Regions from separate parts of the Pan troglodytes genome. Here region 2 is linked to region 1. Evidence: chromatin contacts called from public HiChIP or PLAC-seq data. All regions are on one chromosome and are shown on one strand. The core of a region is the stretch at or near the end of the contact, and the rest is flanking DNA. Distances in the headings are between cores, read along the strand shown.

Region 1 (5,702 bases), core at 2,235-4,734:
ATCAATCCTATGAAGTAGATATTGTCTTCATTTTATAGATCAGAGACAATTGGGGTTCAGAGAGCTGATGTGATTTTCCCACGGTCACAGAGAGTCCCAGATCCAGGCACAACTCTTGTATTCCAAGACACAAGCAGTACATGTCCAAAGGCTGCCCAGAGCCACCGGGCACGGCAAATTGTGACATATCCCTAAAGAGGCTGAGCACCTGGTCAGGGTCTGATGGCTGACAGTGTGTCCAGATGCAGAGCTGGAGTGGGGGAGGGGAAGGGGGGCTCCTTGGGACAGAGAAGGCTTTCTGTGCTTTCTCTGAAGGGAGCAGTCTGAGGACCAAGGGAACCCGGCAAACAGCACCTCAGGTACTCCAGGCCCTCCTGGCTGGAGAGGGCTGTGGCAATGAAAAATTAGTGCCAATTGCAGTAAGTCAGCCTCGGTTAAATAGAGAGTGAAGAATGCTGGACAGGAACCTCCACCCTCATGTCACATTTCTTCAGTGTGACCCTTCTGGCCCCTCTCCTCCTGACAGCGGAACAATGACTGCCCCGATAGGTGAGGCTGGAGGAAGAATCAGTCCTGTCCTTGGCAAGCTCTTCACTATGACAGTAAAGGCTCTCTCCTTGCTGCCAAGGCCTGTGACTTTCTAACCTGGCCTCACGCTGGGTAAGCTTAAGGTAGAGGTGCAGGATTAGCAAGCCCACCTGGCTACCAGGCCGACAGCTACATCCTCCAACTGACCCTGATCAACGAAGAGGGATTCATGTGTCTGTCTCAGTTGGTTCCAAATGAAACCAGGGAGCAGGGGCGTTAGGAAGCTCCAACAGGATGGTACTTAATGGGGCATTTGAGTGGAGAGGTAGGTGACATCGTGCTTTGGAGCCCAGGGAGGGAAACGTTCTGCTGAAGTTGAATTCAAGACTGTTCTGTCTTTCATCACCAACTTGAGTTTCCTGGACATTTGTTTGCAGAAACAACCGTAGGGTTTTGCCTTAACCTCGTGGGTTTATTATTACCTCATAGGGACTTTGCCTCCTGACAGCAGTTTATCTCAGTGTTCATTGTGGCACTTGAGTTTTCTTGCATACTTGTTAGAGAAACCGAGTTTGTCATCAACTTCTTATTTAACCCCCTGGCTATAACTTCATGGATTATGTTATAATTAAGCCATCCAGAGTAAAATCTGTTTAGATTATCTTGGAGTAAGGGGGGAAAATCTAATTTTTTCTCCACAACTAGATATATACATAAAAAATGATTTTATTGCTTCATTTAAAAAGTATAACACAAAATCTCTTTTCCTTCTAAGGGCCTTCAATATGTAATAACAAGAGCTAATGTTGAACACAAGCCATTGCCAGGTACTTAAACTGTCTCACTTAGTCTTGCCAACCTAAGCAAGTAGATGCCATTACTATTCCCATTATATTGATGAAAAAATGAGGTTGAGAAAGGTTCAGCCGCACAGCCAAATACATAGTGGATCCAGGGTTTGGTCCCAAGTCTTGAGTCCAAAACCCTGGTTCTTACCATTACTGTGGTTCTGTAGGGGTGAAAAAATTTTTCTTCTAATCTCTTGGGTTCAGAGCCTGGGGCCTGAGAATTAAACTGACAAAGACAGATTAACAGAAGACAAAGTTTATTACGCAGGTACATGGGGTTCTTACAGAAACAAAGTGAAAACCCAAAGAAGTGGCTTGAGAACTTATATACAATTTTAACAATGGGCGATTGTAGAAAAGTGATAAGACAAAGGAAAAGAGGTTTGAGCTTCTGGGGGCAGTAAATTATGGGAAGTTAAATATATGGGGGAAACTAATGGAAGATAAGGGTATTTTTTATTTTATTTATTTTGAGACAGGGTCCTGCCTTGTCACCCAGGCTGGAGTGCAGTGCTATGATTGTGGCTCACCGCAGCCTCAACCTCAGCCTCCTTAGTTCAAGAAATCCTCCCACTTTAGCTCCTGAGTGGCTCCAGGCAAATGCCACCACACCTGGTTAATTTTTAAAATTATTTTGTAGAGACAGAATCTCGCTATGTTGCCCCTGGCTGTTCTGAAACTCTTGGCCTCAAGAGATCCCACCTCAGACTCCCAAAGTGCTGGGATTACAGGCTGGGTGCTGAGCTATCGCACATGGCCTGTATTAGCCATAGACTGAGGGGAAATACATTTTCTTGAGAGCCTCAGCCTAGTGATCACTGGTATGAATAAACAATGATGGGTGGCTGCCAAAGTCAGAGAGCAAATACTGCGTGTGACAACTAAGTGTGGGAAGCTCAGTGTGGGAAGAAAAAGCTTCCCAGTTTCAGACATGCCCCTTAATAGGGACAGCTGCCTCTTGTGTTTGGACAAAGTGTCCAAGTTCAAGTGTTTCACACACACACTGTTCCGTCTTCTGTTTGATCACAACCCTATGAGGCAGCCTGGTTTTCTTATTTCTATTTTATAGAAAACCTACAAAAGTCAAGCAACTTGTCCAAGGCTACCCAGCTTGAATATCTGACTCTCTCCACTTTGCTGCTACACACACACACACACACACACACACACACACACAGTTTGCACTGTGTGTGCAGATATATATGCATATATATATTTAACTTGTGAAGCTGATACTGACTCTTTAACTGCCCTCCACCCATCACTATTCATACCAGTGATCATTAGGCAGAGGCTCTCAAGAAAATGTATTAGTTATTTCCCCTCAGTCTATGGCTAATACAGGTTACTCACATAAATGAGCTGTCATGTCCTTTGGACAAAATGTCCAAATCGCTCATAAGCAATGGGTGAAGTATTTGAGGTAGGGCGGACAGGATTTCCTTTTGGTGGTTAGCTCGTTGCCTGTTAGCTCCTGGTGGTATCTGTGTTTGGAAGAGAACTAAACTGCATTTCACTGAAAACACTCCTTCAGATCTATTACAAACCAGATGAGGATCCCCTTTTCTAGAATCTTCCTCAACACTGCTAACGTTTGGCAGATACATGGGTTGGCTCTAACAGCCATTCCCAATCAATCCTCTTCTCCTTTGTCTGCCTCCCACAGTAGTGGATGAAAAATCAGACACTGATTTTCTCAGACTTCTTTGCTGTGGGCGCGGCCAGTGAGGCAATGAGGTAAGTCTGCTGGTGCAGGGGCCAGGTTTCTAGGAAATACTTTTCTCCCTCATGGGAGAAAGAGAGGAAGCCTGAAGTAAGCCTTCTTCCGCAGCCCTGGCCCGCTGCCTGTTCTGGATGAGGGTATGCTGGGATATGACAACGGAAGCCAGCGGCGTCGCAGAGCAAGAGCGAGGCGGTGGGCGGAGTCGAGGGACGGGAGGCGAGGCGAGGCGAGCCAGGGGGCGTGGCTTTCGAACTGCGGGGCGCGGCCAGCCGCCGGTGGGCGGGGCCACGTTCCGGGACGTGGTCGTCCGGGCTTTGGAACCCCGCCTGTTAGGGGCGGGGCTGAGGCGAAAGGGTGGGGCCGCGCTCCATCGGGGCGGGGCTTGTGGAACCTCGAAACCCCGGCGACTCGGGGCCTGAGCGCGCGTCTCCCGGCGCGGGGTTCCTCCCACGCAGACCCTCATTCAAACGATGCCAAAGGGGCGGCGCGGCAGCCACAGCCCCACCATGAGCCAGCGGTCGGCTCCGCCCCTCTATTTCCCGTCCCTGTACGACCGCGGCATCTCCTCGTCCCCGCTCAGCGACTTCAACATCTGGAAGAAGCTCTTCGTGCCGCTGAAGGCGGGCGGGGCGCCAGTGGGCGGGGCGGCGGGGGCCCGGTCCCTGTCCCAGGCGCTCCCCGCCCCGGCGCCCCCGCCCCCGCCACCACCCGGCCTGGGTCCCTCCGGCGAGCGCCCCTGGCCCTCGCCCTGGCCCTCCGGCCTGGCCTCCATCCCCTATGAGCCTCTGCGCTTCTTCTACTCGCCGCCGCCGGGGCCTGAGGTGGCTGCCTCGCCCCTGGTCCCCTGCCCCTCGACCCCCAGGCTCGCCTCTGCCTCCCACCCGGAGGAGCTCTGCGAGCTGGAGATCCGGATTAAGGAGCTGGAGTTGCTCACCATCACTGGGGACGGCTTCGACTCCCAGAGCTGTGCGTGACCTCGCCAGGGCCACCGAGCCCAGCCTTAGCCTGCCCTAGCTCCCTCCTTGGCTCCGTGCCCCGACCCGAAATGTAGCCTGGTTTGACTCCAGCCCCCAGTAGTCCCAGATCCAAAATCTATCCCCTAGCACCCAGACTCCCTTATCCTGGACTTCAACCGACTCCTCCCCCCACCACAGATCTGAACTTCATGAGCCTCTTAGTCCCAAACTCCATCCTCCCTCCTTCCTAAACCCTTTGGGTCATCTGGACTCTGAGCCTCCACACCTGGAACTCCATCCGCCACCACCCCGTCCTGAACTTGAATCCTCCTGCACAGTCATCCTCCTACCCTGTACTCTGGAGCTCCACCCACCACAGACAGTCCCTAAGCTTTAATGTTCGGTCTTAAACCGGGGCTCTCCATGGGGGAAGGTGAAGTAGGTGACTGTCAGTTGTCTGTAGGGGGAGGTGGGAGTTGTGCAAGAACCACAAGGCCCAAGGCCGTTTCCAGGGCAGCTTTGGGACACTCCACTTCTCAGTGCTGGGGGGCAGCCCCCCTGGGATTCTGTGGCCTTGGCGCCGGTAGTTCTCTCACCAGGATCCTGGGCCGATATCTGGTCTTAGGTCTGAAGTCTTAGGGCTCTGGACCACGTGTGCTGATGCGGGCAGGATCCCTTAGCCTACGAGCTGAATGACTCCTCCCTGTTGGAGGGTAAAGTTGTTAAATGCATTGTACTCCAAGAAGGACCTATTGCAAAGTAGAACTTTCAGTAGCGGTAGGTTGTCCTGCAGACTTTGTCTTTCCCGTCACTTGTTTTGGCTAAGGCTTGTCCTTGACCACTGGAGAAGGGTAGATAGTTCTAAAAAGATCATTCCAACTATTGTATATAACGGCTTAAGTTGGCTTCCCCTGCCACACAGAGAAGGGAAGTATGAAATAACCTAAATGCTTAGGTCCGTGTGGCCATGGAAATGGTCTTCAGTTCAGCACCCTTTCTCATAGCCATGGAAGGAAGACAGTCCCTAGAAAAACTGGGCTTTGCTAAGTCCTGGATTTCTTAACTATGAATACATACATAATACTATGTATTCATAGTTAAGAAATCTTAACCGAATACATAGTTAAGAAATCCAGGGGCCGGGTGTGGTTGCTGGCACCTGTAATCTTAGCACTTTGGCGGGGCCAATGCGGGCGGATCATTTGAGGTCAGGAGCCTGACCAACAAGAGGATCATTGAGGACCAGCCTGAGCAACATGGTAAAACCCTGTCTCTACTAAAATACAAAAATGAGCCGGGCTTGGTGGCACGCATCTGTAATCTCATCTACTCGGGAGGATGAGGCAGGAGAATCGCTTGAACCCAGGAGGCCGAGGTTGCAGTGAGCCAAGATTGTGCCACTGTACTCCAACCTGGGTGAAAGAGTGAGACTCCCTCTCAAAAAAAAAAAAAAAAATTAGAAGAAGAAGAAATCCAGGACTTAGCAACTCTGACTGTAAAAACACATGTAACTGGATGTGTTGCATGTACAGTCAGAACCAGTTACATGTTTTTACAGTCAGAGTTTTCAGTTTTTTGTTTTTTTCTCTCCCATCTTGGATCACAAATGGAGTTTTAGGTTGGAGGAAGCACAGTTGCTTCCCAAGA
Region 2 (5,423 bases), core at 900-3,399, 36 kb before region 1:
TTCTCAGTCTAATCCTGGGACACCAAATTATTAGTGGGTAAAGGAAAAGAATCTCAAGACCGAATGGTCAAGAAACTGGGAGGCAAACTAGGAGAGAGTGGCATCTCAGAAGCCAAGCGTGTCAAGGAAGGAATAGCTAATAGGATGTGTGTAAGGTAAGTACACGAAAGAGCTTTGGAATCCATCTTAGGAAATATACAGTATTAGCTGTTTTAAGGAGACATGCTTTAAATATCAAAGCAAGTCATCCTGATTTAAAAAACTCCCATTTGTATAGAGGAACACCAGGATTTGAGCACCACCAAATGGAACTCATTCCCTGACATCCCCAAGCCATCAGAATAACAGTAGAAGCGTTACCAAACACCGCATATTCTCACTCATAGGTGGGAATTGAACAATGAGATCACATGGACACAGGAAGGGGAATATCACACTCTGGGGACTGTGGTGGGGAGGGGGGAGGGGGGAGGGATAGCATTGGGAGATATACCTAATGCTAGATGACGAGTTAGTGGTGCAGCGCACCAGCATGGCACATGTATACATATGTAACTAACCTGCACAATGTGCACATGTACCCTAAAACTTAAAGTATAATTAAAAAAAAAAAAGCGTCAAGACAGTTACTATATGATTTTCCCTGCAAGACATTCAGTAATCTATGATTCCCCCGGCTTAAATTTTATCTCATGCCTTCTTCCCTGACCAGTTCAACACAAGCAGCCCTGAGATGTAATATCTTCTCACCCTGACCCTCAAAGTGTGTCTCATGCTTTCTAACAGAGGCCATCCTCTTGGAGGAAGACTTGTACTTTTGGCCTGTAGCCCCACCCTCCCTCCTATAGCGTTCTTACAGTCAGTTCTGCAGTGAGTGGGACACTTTCCAAATATAATAGCAAATGGAAACTTCTAATTACATCTGCACATAAAACTAATGTTCCAAATGGTGGTTGCGGTTCTGGTGAGTGCTTATAATTTTTTGTTACCTCAGCATCCATTTTCGAATATGTTTAACTTTTAATAACAGAAGCAAGTCTCAGTCACCATTGACAGTTTCCAGTACTACACCCCACGCAAATGGCTCTAGCTGGTGGCCAGAGATAAACATGCAGTGATGTGATAACAGGGCACTACTGCAGCTTCAAACTCTGGTTCAAGTTCCTCCCACCTCTGCCTTTTCACCTGCTTGCTTTAAATCCACCAGTTAGAGCTCTCCAGAGGAAACTTAACTGGATAAAGTTGCTGGCCCAAAGGTCCGTCCCTCCCTTCCTTCTCCCTGTGCTCCCTGATCTCCGTGTGTGTGTGTGTGTGTGTGTGTGTGTGTGTGTGTGTGTCCTCTAGGCAAGCTGTGTACCACCCAGGGTCCGTAAGTACTAAAAACTCTTAAACTTTCACACCGCTGTGTTATTGAAACCATGCCTACAATCCAGTCCCTGAGGGCGAGGCCACCCTGAAGGGACAGACTCATGCAGGCGGATCCCCTGCTCTTGCTCTTCTGTCCCTGCCTCTGGTGGCTGCTGGGGAACAGTAGCTACCAGCTAAGTTGATAGAGACACTCGAAGAGGTTCATTCAAAACACTGGTCCCCGAGCAGCCCAGTAAGCTTTTAAACGCATAACATTTTGTTTGGGTCTCAAACAAGTCACAAGGCACGGATACGGATGCGGCTGTGGCTGATGGCTATTTGGATGCTGCCCAAGCCTCGCAGTAGGAAGCAGCTTCAGACTACAGCAGGGCCGCATAGGCCGATAGCCAGGCCCTGGGGCACCCAGGGCACCAGCAAGACGCACAGAAACGTTTTGGAAAACATTTTAATATACTTAAAAAAACGTAAAAGGGAAAATCAGAAGTCTTTGGAAGTTTCCTACTGTTTTTATGTCCCATAGCAAATCCGAGGAGGACGCCCCAAACTTTCAGTTCCCTGGGGTTTTGAAGGTGCTCATTGGGTCCTGGCCACCCGGCCTTCTCAGAACCTGGGCCAGGAGGCTGAGCTCCGCGCGGGGGTGGAGGGAGAGGAGGAGGGTCCTGCCGAGGCGCGGCTGCGCGGTGCGGGAGCCCGGAGCCTGGGACGGCAAGGGCATCCTGAGGGGCGGGGCCGGGGGCGGAGCCTTGCGGGCTGGAGCGAAAGACTGCGGGGGCTGAGCGCAGAAGCGGCTCGAGGCTGGAAGAGGATCCAGGGCGCCGCCAGGTAAGAAGGCCCGAAGGCCTGCTGGGGTTTGGGTGAGCCGAGCCGAGGTGGCGGCGGCAGTCTGGGCCCGGGCGGAGGGTCTGTGGGGGCTACCCCCGTCCTCGCTTTCCACTCGACCCCTGCCGGGCGAGCCTCCCGAGGCCTGGCCCTTCCAACCCGTCACCGCTGCCCGGTGTCCTAGCCGAACGCTGGCTTCATTTTATCTACGAGGAAGGAGAAACGGGGAGCGCGCCCTCTCCCAGAAGCAGCCCCGTTACCCCCGTCGCGCCCCCCATTCCCTCGGGGGCAGCCTCGCACCCGGGCCCCTGCCATCGCTTTCCTCTCAAGGGAAGCTCTAGCGGTTCAGAGAAAGTGCGCCGGGGGAAAGGCCAGCCCTCCGTGGTCACCGCGGTTCCTCTCTCCCCTCGCGGTCTAAATGTGTAATTTTGAAAAGCAGGTGTCGGGCGAAACAGACTTTTTTTTTTTTTGAGATGGAGTTTCGCTGTTGCCCAGGCTGGAGTGCAGTGGCGCGATCTGGGTTCACCGCAACCTCCGTGTACCGGGTTCAAGCGATTCTCCTGCCACAGCCTCCTGAGTAGCTGGGATTACAGGCATGCGCCACCATGCCCGTCTAAATTTTGTATTTTTAGTAGAAACGGGGTTTTCCCGTGTTGGTCAGGCCGATCTTGAATTCCTGACCTCGTGATCCGCCCGCCTCCGCCTCCCAAAGTGCTGGGATTACAGGTGTGAGCCACCGCGCCCGGCCGAAACGGACGTTTTAAGTACAACGTGATGTTTTGTTTTCTTGGGTCGGCTCGGGCCGCACGCTTCTTAGAGTCTGACTGCTGACTTTTCAAAAAACAACATTAACCCGGGAGGCTGAGGTAGCGGTGAGCCGAGATCGCGCCATTGCCCTACTGCCTGGGCAATTAAGAGCGAGACTCCGCCTCAAAAACGAACAAACCCCACAAAGAACAAACAAACAAAAAAACCAACATTAGGCAGTGTGCCTTTTATGGCCGTTTAGTGATACCCAGGCTCTTCACTGGTCATTTCTGGAAGTATTTAACAGCACTTGATGGGTAAAACAATAGGCTTCACTTCACAGGGTGGTTGAGATGATTGACGGAAAGCGCTCAGCACAAACGCGGCGGCTGCTGATTATTTCAGGTACCCTGCGATCCCTGAGCAGTTGTTCAAGTTCTCCACTCCTGGCGGTTTACTCCCAGTTCCCTGAAGAAGGCACAGAGCCCCGAATGTTGAGGGAGATGGCAACGTTTGCCAAAATGTGGCTATTTACGTGGCAGTTTATGAAGGAGAGGCAGAAAGGGAGGCTGCCTCCCCTACAAGCCAAACAGTCCTAAAACTTGTGGCCTCTGTATTTTCACAGTGGAAACTAGAAACTGTTTGCTGAACTTAGCTCTAAGAAAAACATCCCATTAGCTGAGTGGCTTAGGAGATAAAAGCCTAAATAAAATGGATCTTAGGGTGAGAGAGTGGGGTGCCTAATGGCATTCATCTTTGACAGCTGCTGGTAGAAGCTCTTGAAAAGTAGAGCATGGAAAATTCTGGGCCACCTCTTTAAGAACCTCAGCCAAACCGCCACAGACATTACCAAGCCCAGAAGTGCTTGAGGCTTTCTAAAGGCAAAGACTTCTTTTTACTTATGTCCTATATCTTAGGAAACATATTCACTAAACCTTGGTTTTGCATGTGTACTTAACACGGGAGGGGCCGTGAGTGCAGAGATAGGACTCTTTGGAGAGTTAGGGATTGGCATTCCGGAACAAACTGCAGGAAAGGCCGTTGTAGGGGAAGCTGCAGATTTGTTTGGTCCAAAGAGTTCTGGCCTAATAAGTGGGAGCTGACCAATGAGAACACTTGGACACAGGGAGGGGAACAACACACACTGGCGCCTGTCGGCAGGTGGGGTGGGTGGGGATAGAGCATTAGGAAAAACAGCTAATGCATGCTGGGCTTAATACCTAGGTGATGGGTTGATATGTGCAGCAAACCACCATGGTACACGTTTACCTATGAAACAAATCTGCACATCCTGCACATGTACCCTAGAATTTATATATATATCACACAAAGAGTTTTGGAGTGGTTATTCCTGGCATGAGAACCTTGGCTGGATTGGAAAGCCTTTTCCGTTATGATGGTTGTTTTCTCTTTGTCTCTTCCTGCTGATGTAATTTGTTCCGTGAACTGAGTGATGGATATTTGTCTGGGCGCTTCAACAGGCATGGCTAGAGCAGGTATTGTGTATGTCTCCAAGGTGACACGCAGACCTGGAGTTCAAAAGCTCTAGTTCTCTGACATTGCTGACACTAGGTATCTTGTGAGTTGCCAGCCCCTGGCGAATAGAAACAAGATCCATCCAGGGTGGTTTTGCGACTAACATGTTGCCTTGGGACAGGTAATTTCATCCCACTGGGCCTCCACTAATTTCCTATAAAATAAAAACATTGGGTTTTATTTTGAGGACACTTCTAGCCTTAAAATTCTTCAGTCTGTAAGGCCTCAGGCTCCTAGGAGGAGTAACCATACTCATGGGCAACTGTGAATCTTGTGGAAACACCACTGATGTCAAATCTCTTCTCTAGTGACCTCAGCTTAACTAATGTATTTCAGAAGCTGAATTTCTAAGAAGTCTCCCGTCTCCCCACTAGAGTTTAACTATGGTTCACTCAGAGCTTAGACCTGGGTTTAAATGCTGTTCTACCAGTTTCCAGTTCAGAGGTTGCTATAATAATTTTAATAATTTTTTTTTTTTTTAATTTTGAGACAGTCTCTCTCTGTTGCCCAAGCTGGAGTGCAGTGGCACAGTCTTGGCTCACTGCAACCTCCACCTCCTGGGTGCAAGCGATTCTCGTGTCTCAGCCTCTGAAGTAGCTGGGATTACAGGTGAGTGCCACCACATCTGGCTAATTTTTGTATTTTTTTTAGTAGAGACAGGGTTTCACCATGTTGGCCAGGCTGGTTTGGAACTCCTGGCCTCAAGTGATCCACCTGCCTCAGCCTCCCAAAGTGCTGGGATTATAGGCATGAGCCACCACACTCGGCCTTATAATAATTTTCTACTGCTGCTGAAACCACCACAAATTTAGCTGTTTCAAATGCCACAAGTTTATTAATCTTTCCATTCTGTAAATCAGAAGTCTGACACAGGTCTCACAGGGCTTTAATCAAGGTGGCAGGGCTGTGTGCTGCTCTGGAGGCTCTAGGGGAGAGTCTGTTTCTGTGCTTAT

The links. HiChIP or PLAC-seq counts read pairs in DNA pulled down with a chosen protein or histone mark.
Region 2: a contact with region 1 is called in an H3K4me3 HiChIP or PLAC-seq map of stem cell-derived excitatory neurons, with 2.0 times the contacts expected there. The contact joins the promoter of CD59 here to the promoter of C9H11orf91 in region 1. A contact is called at or near these places in 1 of 7 Hi-C or Micro-C datasets (stem cell-derived neural progenitor cells) and 1 of 1 datasets of contacts at active chromatin or transcription factors (stem cell-derived excitatory neurons).

Annotation. Positions count from the first base shown.
Region 1 is chr9:37,706,610-37,712,311 of NHGRI_mPanTro3-v2.0_pri, reverse strand. It overlaps C9H11orf91 (chromosome 9 C11orf91 homolog), which reads left to right and starts at 3,484. Exons shown (of 2, transcript XM_016920652.3): 1 at 3,484-4,065. The coding sequence starts at 3,570.
Region 2 is chr9:37,741,180-37,746,602 of NHGRI_mPanTro3-v2.0_pri, reverse strand. It overlaps CD59 (CD59 molecule), which reads left to right and starts at 2,149. Exons shown (of 4, transcript NM_001280485.1): 1 at 2,149-2,190.